Linked DNA regions of Drosophila melanogaster: all the other regions are linked to region 1. Evidence: chromatin contacts called from public ChIA-PET and Hi-C data. All regions are on one chromosome and are shown on one strand. The core of a region is the stretch at or near the end of the contact, and the rest is flanking DNA. Distances in the headings are between cores, read along the strand shown. Region 1 holds the start of lncRNA:CR45183 (long non-coding RNA:CR45183). Region 2 holds the start of barr (barren). Region 3 holds the start of CG13962.

Region 1 (2,955 bases), core at 188-2,687:
TTGCAATATTTGTTTATTTGCTTATCAGTTTTTATCTCGTTGCGTGCCTGTTAATTTCAACAATTGTAGGTGAACTCCTCTGTGTTATCTTTCTGTGTCAGCACTTTTTAGTGGGAGAACTTTTGCTGACCGGTTTGAAACACAAATTCGTATCCATTCATTTCAAGGCGTATTTTGTTTTTTTGCACGTCACAAACACGTTTCTCATTTGGCTTTGGCGTTTTACCATTTATTTATAGCCGGAGCATTGGAGCTCTGCTCAATGAACATATTGGCCCGCGTAATTCTGTTGTATTTCTCACAAATCTTCACTTCACTTCGCGCAACACTTCGGTAATCAGTTGGGCAAACAGCCGCCAGCGATCACGCACTGCAGATACACCCGCTCGAAAAAAACACCCGTCAGATACTCCGCTTCTGGGTTCAGATACAGCCGTCAGTACGTGCGTCAGTACGTGCGTCAGTACGTGCTGCTCCGCTGGCAGTCGGATTGGAACTGAGCCCGCCGATATTGAGCAAGATCAGTTGCGCTCGTTCGTGTTTGTGTTCGTGTTCGTATGCGTTCGTTTTTACCGATTCGCTCAATTTGAAATAGTTCCCCTTGTGGGTCTAGCAAAAGGAACTTGATGTTGGCAAAGTTTTCAGTATCTTTAAGTACCAGGAACTGAATTGATTGCGATGTGCGGTGGAGCACAAAGATCGATACCCTTGTAACTCCGATTCCTGGTGCGTGTGGCTCGACTTCAAACGCGGAACTGAATATGACACACTCGACTCGAAAAATCCTTTGGCAACTGCTCCTGCCGCGACGTCGACTGCGCAGCAGCAGCAGCTGGGAAGTGACGCCGCCTTGTCGGCGACAAAACAAATAACAGACTCCAAAGGGAAAACAAAGCGGAGGGGGTGGATGCTCTGAAGGCCGGGTCTCTCGATTTTCAGGGGCACTACATGCAGTTCACAGGACATGGGATAACACGCGATGCGGAAGTCACATCCTGAGAATGGAAACTACATTCCTGTACCCAATCGTGTGAAAAAACTGAATTACTATAATTACGTTGGCTTTGAACTCGACAATACTAACGAAAAGGAGGTATAAATTAACACACAAAGGGTTCTATAATAATTTCAAGAAGGGTTTTCATATCTGTATGTCTCACGTGTTAATTATTTAATACTTGAGTTTTTGTGAAAATTAGTCGATTTCTTGTTGCTTTTGGAAAATTACACAATCCTAACAACATTTCTAATGTTTGTCTAGATATAATTTTTATACTTTTTTTAAGCAATCCAACTTTGTATATAATATGAAGCTTTTTGAGTAATAAATAGTTCTTAGTGCTAATACTTATGTAGACAAGCCAAACTTTCCGAGCTACGCAGGGGATTGGACAGCAAGCATGCCCTGATCCAGAGTATCCTGCAGGACTGCCGGCGACCAGAGTCAGGCGCCAGTGTGGCGCCAACGCCGAAGGATACGTATGTTTTTGTGGAGCGCGTCGCAGGCTTCTGCCCCATCGACGATGTGCTTATTTAGATGTGCGCACAACTATGCAGAGCGAAAAAATTACAGACGCAGCTTCCTTGGCGGCGAGGATGGCAGGACGACTGGTCGACGAACAGCAAAGTGGAAAAAATTGCAAATTTGAGTTTTGTGTTTTGTGGCTGGTCGTAAGGCCAAAGTGAAGGACAACCCGGTGGGGACGCACAGCGCCCAATGTCGTTTATTTTTGGCGCGAGACTCGGCGGCGCCACTAAAGAAATGTCTGCACATACTTTTATGCTTTCGAAGTCTCGCATGGAGGCCAAGTTCCAGGGACTGGGACATAATAGAGCTGCTAAAACTTCGCCGGGTGGTGCGCTTAACGAGTCTAGTGGGCGGTCGCTAAAAAATGATTGATTATCGCCAATCAAGATGAAGTCGGGTTGTTGCCTCTGAAGCTCCTCCCCATCACCATTTGTCGCCGACTTTTGGTGGCACTCAGCATAAATCGCCGACTTGGCATTAGTTTAACTGCTTTTGGCATATCCAGTGGCATATATTCGAAATGGCTTATTTGTGAAAAGTAGTAATAGCGGCGTGGAATTGATTTCATGCTCGATTGATGACAGCGATATAAATGATGGATACTTTGGTAAAATACTACTTATTAGATGGTAGTATTATAAATATGCCATGAACTGTGCCCTTCGAGATTAAAGGAAATATTCATATTACAATGAGAGCAGACACAATAGAAATAAATTGCTTATAAATGACCCACATTGAATTGTTTTTATAGTAACATCTACATACATACCCATTCTGAGTGTATACATTTGAAAGACAACAACTGGACATTTTTTACTTACCTGAAAGAAAAAGAGCAATACATTAGTTTTATAAGTCATTATAGCCACTTAAAAATACGTTTCTAGCATGAACTACTCATGAGCATGAACCTGAATTTCATGTCTTATTTTTTACTTGAGACAATCATAAATATTTGCGCTACATCCATTAAGCAATTTAGGCGATTGCTCAGTTGGCAACCAAGGGTCACTTAAAGGGTAAATTAAACGAGATGCTATTTGCACTAAATTTAGAAAAAATAACATGTAGTTAAACAAATTTGAATCAAGCTCCTGAAGAAAAAGTCATATTCTTCCTTATACTTTCAAGTGCTCTCTCTTCAAAGATCAAATCAATTAAATTTTGGGCCAGCAAACACAAAACATTCGCCCGCACTTATCCTATAGCCTATATTCTATATTCTAGTAACCTTCGCTACCATCCGTATCTTTATTTCATTCGGTGCAGATAAAGTCATCTGGCAGTAGTTCTGAGATTTGGCGCGAGTTGTGGCGCTTGAGGCGATTCGTCTAATCTGTTATAGTTATGCCCCTTTGTCTTATCGGTGGGTCGTGGGGGGGGGGGTATAGTTTGGGGGGTTGTTTGGGGGCTCCATCACGCTT
Region 2 (2,955 bases), core at 245-2,744, 130 kb before region 1:
CGGGTGTCATAGACCAAACGCACCAGTCCGTACGCTCCAGATCCCAGCTTGCGATTTACATAATACGTCTTGTTAATCTCCTCGGGAAGCCCGATCGACTCATTCGGGCTGAGATCCTTGAATACAAAGGCTACAAGGGAGGGCAGGTGCAAAACATCAAATTACTTGCGAGTCCTTGTCGATAGCTATACCTGCTTGTCGATCGCTTACCTTTGTACGTTGGGTGGGACAGGGAAATTACGTCGTCATTCTTTAGGATTCGCATCCTGTTTGTGCCAATTTTCTCGTTATTCACAAACGTCCCGTTGCGTGAGAGATCCTGCGAAATGGGCGGAAACAAGGTTACTACATTTTAATAATATACGGAATTATACGGAATAGTAACTTCTTTTTGTAAATTAATTGTGGGAAATATTCAATATTGAAGTTACCTTTTTTGATAATCTCAACAAAACATAAATAAAACTTAATTTGAATTCTGCTCTTGTGGGTTCTGAATTTGCTATCTTTTTTTTCAAGGCTTCCTTCAGAGCTTTTGGGTTTGGAACTTCCACCTACCTGAATATAAACTGGATTGGTAAGTTCGCAGTTTGCCCGCTTTATGATAAAATGCACTTTGGAAATGCGCGTCAGGATTTTCTCGGGCAAATCGTTGAGCGTGAGGATCAAGTCGTTGGCCTCCCCTCGTCCTGCGGTGAACTCGTCGTTGTTGAGATCTGCAAACAGTTCAGCATGGGATCGTCATTAATACATGAGGAGCACACGCAATGGGGACACAAAACAGGAGGAAATGTGGTTACCAACAGAAAAGGACGAATGCGTATAAATGATTCGGTATTTTGAACTCGTACCCAGCGATTTGATCTTAATGTTCTTGCCGTACAATCGACCCCAGACTATCTTCTCCATCGGCTGGCTCTCCACCTGCGTCCAGATATTGGAGGCCTGACTCTGGGTTCCCTGCGTTCCTTGTGTGTCGCGTGCCATAGTGATTCCAAAACTCCGAAACTCCGTAGCCCCGTAATCTCGTATTCCTGCTATTCCGCAAGTCGAACTGGAAAACCCGTTAGGTTTGCCTGGAACTGCGTAAATTCGAAATGTCCAGTTACTCCAGCACTACCACAGGCAGAAATGCACACATACACGAGGAGTCCGATCTTCGGAAAAGCTATAGATCTATAGAAGCTATGGGTTTGAATCTCTGAGCGTTTCTTCTGCCCAATTCGATTACATCGAGCTTTTCGCACAGCGCTGGCTGATAGTTATTTAGAGTTTATCAGACGAAAACAACGAAAACTAACAAAAATCACGACATTGGTTCGATGTGAACTGCGCGAGGGACTACAATTTCTGCGGCAGTGTGTGTAAAAGTTGCCGCCTTCCAGGGATGGGGTGATTATCAGCGCCAGTGTTGGCAAGAGTCCCAAGGAAAAATTAAGGGTTTTTACAAATTAAATATTGCTTAGGTTAAGACTTTATTGTCAAAAGAAAAAATACTAATTAACTACCGGACTGAAAATTATATAAAAAACTAAAAGTATTGAAACAGATTAATTCCTTTACAGATCGTAGTTTCTTTAATATGGTACATGTATTTGAAATTTAACGGCCATCCATTGTTGAAATCCATTCAGCACTGGCAGGACCTGTGCAGCCCTGAACTTAAAGAAATTCCATTGTAAGCTATCGTGTTTTTATTCGATTTCGAAGCTTTAAGGTGTAAATTAAGTTTGTTTATTTCATTTTTCTCATATGATAAAATTATGTATCATGTTTATACTAGTTAATTATATTCCGCAATACTTTATAGCTAATTCTTTAGCGATTTTCCTGTCCATATTATCTAGCTAGCTTGGCACACCTTTAGTTTTAACCAACACTGAAATGCAGCCCTAAATTGCGGCGTCGTTTGAAAGAAACTGTAAACTATTACCAATACCAGCGCAAAAACAGAAATAGACAAAATACAATCAACAAATCATCAAAAAACAAAAAATTCAAAACTGTCGAATTGGGATCACAGCTATTATTAAAAGTGAGTGTGCTTATTAACACTCTCCAAAACCATCAGCCTACGGCAACCAAAATTCCTTGTGCTGTTCTCTGACTTCATCTCTGATTTATCCACTTCCTTGAAAGGATGACTCTGCCCCGCTTAGAAACTCCGCTCAGGCGGTCCGCAGTAGGCAGTTACCAGGAGGGGGTGTCCCGCATGCTAACCCCCTTTAACGACGACGAGGCGGAAAGGCGGGAAGCCCGACGTCGCACGCTCCTTCAGCAGCATCACCGGTCGAGCACTCTGGAGTCCATCGAGGACAATGAGACCATCAAAAATTGCTTGGAGCTCTACAATGGCAACAAGGTGAGCAAGGACAACGCCTGGAACCTGATGCTCATCGATTCGTTGGCCAATTTGCTGGATCACCATCACAAGCGCATGAGCAACTTCAAGGTGGGTTTTGCCTCATTCAGTTTATGTAAATGTAATAATTTCATGATGTTATACCCTAGATGGCTGGTTCCTCTTTAGAAGCCTCTTCCAAGGTTTACGGCCTGCGTGTGGACTCCATCTACTTGGACGCCATGCGCATTTCAGCTGGCTTGAGTGCACGAACTCTTACGGATAAGCAAATAAATGCTGCCGAGGATGATGATGGCCCCCAAGGTGAACAGGCTACTGGCGAGGGTCAGGACTCAGCGCAACAGGCAGCAAAAGAAGCAGCACCGAAGCCCAAACGGCAAAAGAAACCCATATCCACCGTGACCAAAAACAGAGAAACGCTGAACAGCCGGCTGGATACGGCTCCCTTGCAGGATCCTGTGTTTGGCAAGCTGAACTCCACTGTGGGCTCTATAAATGCTTCCAATCGTCTGATGCACAACATTCTTCCTAGTTTCGACTCTGAATTGCGCTTGCGTACCACCTACAATTTTTGGAACAGCGAAGAGTCCACC
Region 3 (2,955 bases), core at 201-2,700, 120 kb after region 1:
ATATTTATACCTGAATGTTATCTCACCAGATTATCCAAGGACCTTTGCTATGTGAGTAAAAACCCTCCCTGAAATATGCAATAACTATATTCGATTCTGAAGTCTGCAAGTAAAGTAATTCCCAACTGATTTTAGCTGCAGTCGCATGAAGTCCTTTGTCCTGGGAAGGAGTAGTTATCGCTTCTCGGCCTTATGGCTAAGATCAAAGTGTAGTATCTGTTCTTATCAGCTTAACATCTGATAGTTCCTCCATTGGAGGACAACAAATGTTAAACTGATTTTTGGAATCAGACGGAGTGCTAGGGGCTTGCTCCACCTCTGTCACGGGTTGGCCCGGTATTGCAGTACCGCCGGGATTTCGGCCCAACTGAATAATAAATATTTAATTATAAACATTAGTGAAGAATGCTCTCTTTACAACCTTCTTTATTGGGAAAAGTCTTACACGCTTGACGTTTAAAACAATCTCGCCCTTTTACATGCAAATTCGAATGGTAGGATTGTAGTTTCCTGCTGACATTGCGAAAGTGTCCTTTGCCTTGCCTCTTCGCATCGATTCTATTCCTTTTGGGCGGAGGCAAGCTAGCTAGCTAGCTGGTTTTGTCTGTCGAAAATTGTTTAGCCTTCGTCTTCTTCGTCGCGTTGTCAAGTGATTTGGAAAATTGAATTGATCAATCGCTTTGTCAATTCTGTTACCTATTACTGATTGATTTTTAATTTTATAGTTGCCTGAATTGGTTAAAATGGAATCTGATAGTCTATGGACTGGACCCAATAGTTTTTTATACATTTAAATCATTAAAAGTATTTTCTTTTTCGCTAGCCACTACTTTTTGTTATCTTCCTGTCGAATCCCGGATTCTGCTATCCATGAACCGATCCATTTTTGACTACATCATAAACGAAGAAGTCTGCCAGCCCATGAGCCATCGTGAGGAAAAATAGTAATCAGAGGGAGCAATCTCTGGTCAATCGGCTAGTGGGTTTCCAAGTAAGATTTTACGAGCCAACTATCATAAGTCAAATACTTTGTCACGTCCATATCCATATTCCTTGCAATGATGGTCTCGTTTGGTATTCAAGCTAACAATAAACATAACCACCTTCTTATACACTCCATCAGCCACCTTTCTTCACGTTGACCGTGAATACACATCTGCGTTTATATTGAATGTATTCGAAAGTAATTGTCATTAATAATTAAATCATTTGTATCTTAATACAATGAGTAGCCAGACCCTTTTCTGCACTATTCCGTGGGAATATCTCTCCAGACTTTATAGCAAAAGTTCAATACAATATATTCAATATTCCTTTCTAGTTCCTAATCGCATTTACTTTATCTCGTGAGCCAGCTTAAAAACACAGTAATTCATAAAAGAAATCAACGACTCACTGATAACGACATGTGTATAAAAAGCCTATCTCTGCTCAAAATTATTTGAGTCGAATTAAATCACTTGCTGAAGATGCGTTGTATGCTTATAGTATTTGCCATAGCTGCTGTAGTAAGTAAAAAAATTGAAAAAGTCGGATCTCATTGTCTTAACCCAACGGATATTCCATAGAGCCTTTCGTGTGCTGCTCCTGCGAAATCGCAAAACGAGATGTTAGCTCATTTCTTTGACTATGCTGACACCCTCCGTGGCATTCAAATCCATAATATGATGTCACTCACCATCAAATTCGTGCAACAAGTTGTGGACACAGTTCCGCTTGAACAACGTGGACCGGGAACGGCTGCCCTCCAGGCCTATGCCAACAAGGGCAAGAGTCTCAAACAGCGAGGCACAACTGGCGAGAAATATAACTATATCTACGAACTGCAACAGGTATTCGAGGGACTCAACAGCGAGCTGAGTCAATCGGCACCTGAATCCCAGGTGATTGGAATGAGCCTGCTGGGTTTACTGGGCGTTAGCACTGAATTCGCCAATGAGAATGAGAAACTCCACAATAAGTTTGTCGAAGGTGCCACCCAAATGAAAGCCATGTTGTCTCCGACCACAATAGCTCGGGAAAGTGAGCTCCTCGAGGCGATCGACAAATACATCGCTTCCACTGATATACAGCAGCACGAAGCTCTCTTTATGAAAGTCATGAGCTTCAAGGATAGGTACTAAGCTTAAGTCAATAAAACGATTTACACAACATGGAATGAAAATTAGAAGTGGATTAATATGACATTATATTGTTATCACAATTTGTTGTCATGGTTGGCAACGAAAGAGAGATTATTTTTATTTAAAATATTATCTGCATAATTCATATAAGAGATAATTCGCATTATTCACTGATAAGAGATGTTTGGAATAATTTTAGATTTAATCCAACATTGAGTGTATTTTTAGTAGTAAATACTCATATTTTCATGGACTTTGAAGACTTGGAAATAAATGTTAATTCATGGCAAAATCAATGTTCATTTCTTATGGATCGAGATCCTACTTCCTAATGTATTAAATTATCGATAGAAATTTACAAGACTAAAAAAAATATCAAAACATTTTTCAAAAGTGTGGGCGTGATAGTTTTGTGCGGTTGTGCGGCGTGGCAACATGAATCTCTAGAATCTGTACTCTGAATCTCAACCTTTTAGCCTTTAGAGTTACAATATGGTTATAGGTACAATCTTACAAGCAGATCGACTCGGCTCTTGATCCTGATCAAGAATATATATTTATATTTATATGGTCGGAAACGCCTCCTTCTGTCTGTTACATACTTTTCAACGAATCTAGTATACTCTACGAGTAACAGGTATAATTAGGAACAACCAATTCAGCCAAACACTATAAACTCGCCAATCAGTAATAGGTAACAGAATTGACAAAGCGATTGATCAATTCAATTTTCCAAATCACTTGACAACGCGACGAAGAAGACGAAGGCTAAACAATTTTCGACAGACAAAACCAGCTAGCTAGCTAGCTTGCCTCCGCCCAAAAGGAATAG

Evidence for each region. Hi-C and Micro-C count contacts between places; a contact is called where the count stands out from the background. ChIA-PET counts read pairs in DNA pulled down with a chosen protein or histone mark.
Region 2: a contact with region 1 is called in an RNA polymerase II ChIA-PET map of the Kc167 cell line, with 7 times the contacts expected there. The contact joins the promoter of barr here to the promoter of lncRNA:CR45183 in region 1. A contact is called at or near these places in 10 of 107 Hi-C or Micro-C datasets (the Clone 8 cell line, the Kc167 cell line, the S2 cell line and 4 more) and 1 of 6 datasets of contacts at active chromatin or transcription factors (the Kc167 cell line).
Region 3: a contact with region 1 is called in a Hi-C map of the OSC cell line, with 2.1 times the contacts expected there. The contact joins the promoter of CG13962 here to the promoter of lncRNA:CR45183 in region 1. A contact is called at or near these places in 14 of 107 Hi-C or Micro-C datasets (the Kc167 cell line, the OSC cell line, the Ras3 cell line and 5 more).

The regions. Positions count from the first base shown.
Region 1 is chr2L:19,932,799-19,935,753 of dm6, reverse strand. It overlaps lncRNA:CR45183 (long non-coding RNA:CR45183), which reads left to right and starts at 1,437. Exons shown (of 1, transcript NR_124388.1): 1 at 1,437-2,118. All of the region lies in intron 12 of sick (sickie), which reads right to left.
Region 2 is chr2L:20,059,909-20,062,863 of dm6, reverse strand. It overlaps barr (barren), which reads left to right and starts at 1,494. Exons shown (of 4, transcript NM_001299165.1): 1 at 1,494-1,678; 2 at 1,848-2,452; 3 at 2,512-2,955. The coding sequence starts at 2,141. It overlaps lok (loki), which reads right to left and starts at 1,442. Exons shown (of 7, transcript NM_057871.4): 1 at 1,144-1,442; 2 at 801-1,082; 3 at 559-716; 4 at 211-319; 5 at 1-130. The coding sequence starts at 987.
Region 3 is chr2L:19,813,027-19,815,981 of dm6, reverse strand. It overlaps CG13962, which reads left to right and starts at 1,450. Exons shown (of 2, transcript NM_001273682.1): 1 at 1,450-1,508; 2 at 1,569-2,278. The coding sequence starts at 1,665. The coding sequence ends at 2,123. All of the region lies in intron 2 of sick (sickie), which reads right to left. snRNA:U2:38ABa (small nuclear RNA U2 at 38AB a) reads left to right here and starts at 177; the gene lies at 177-368.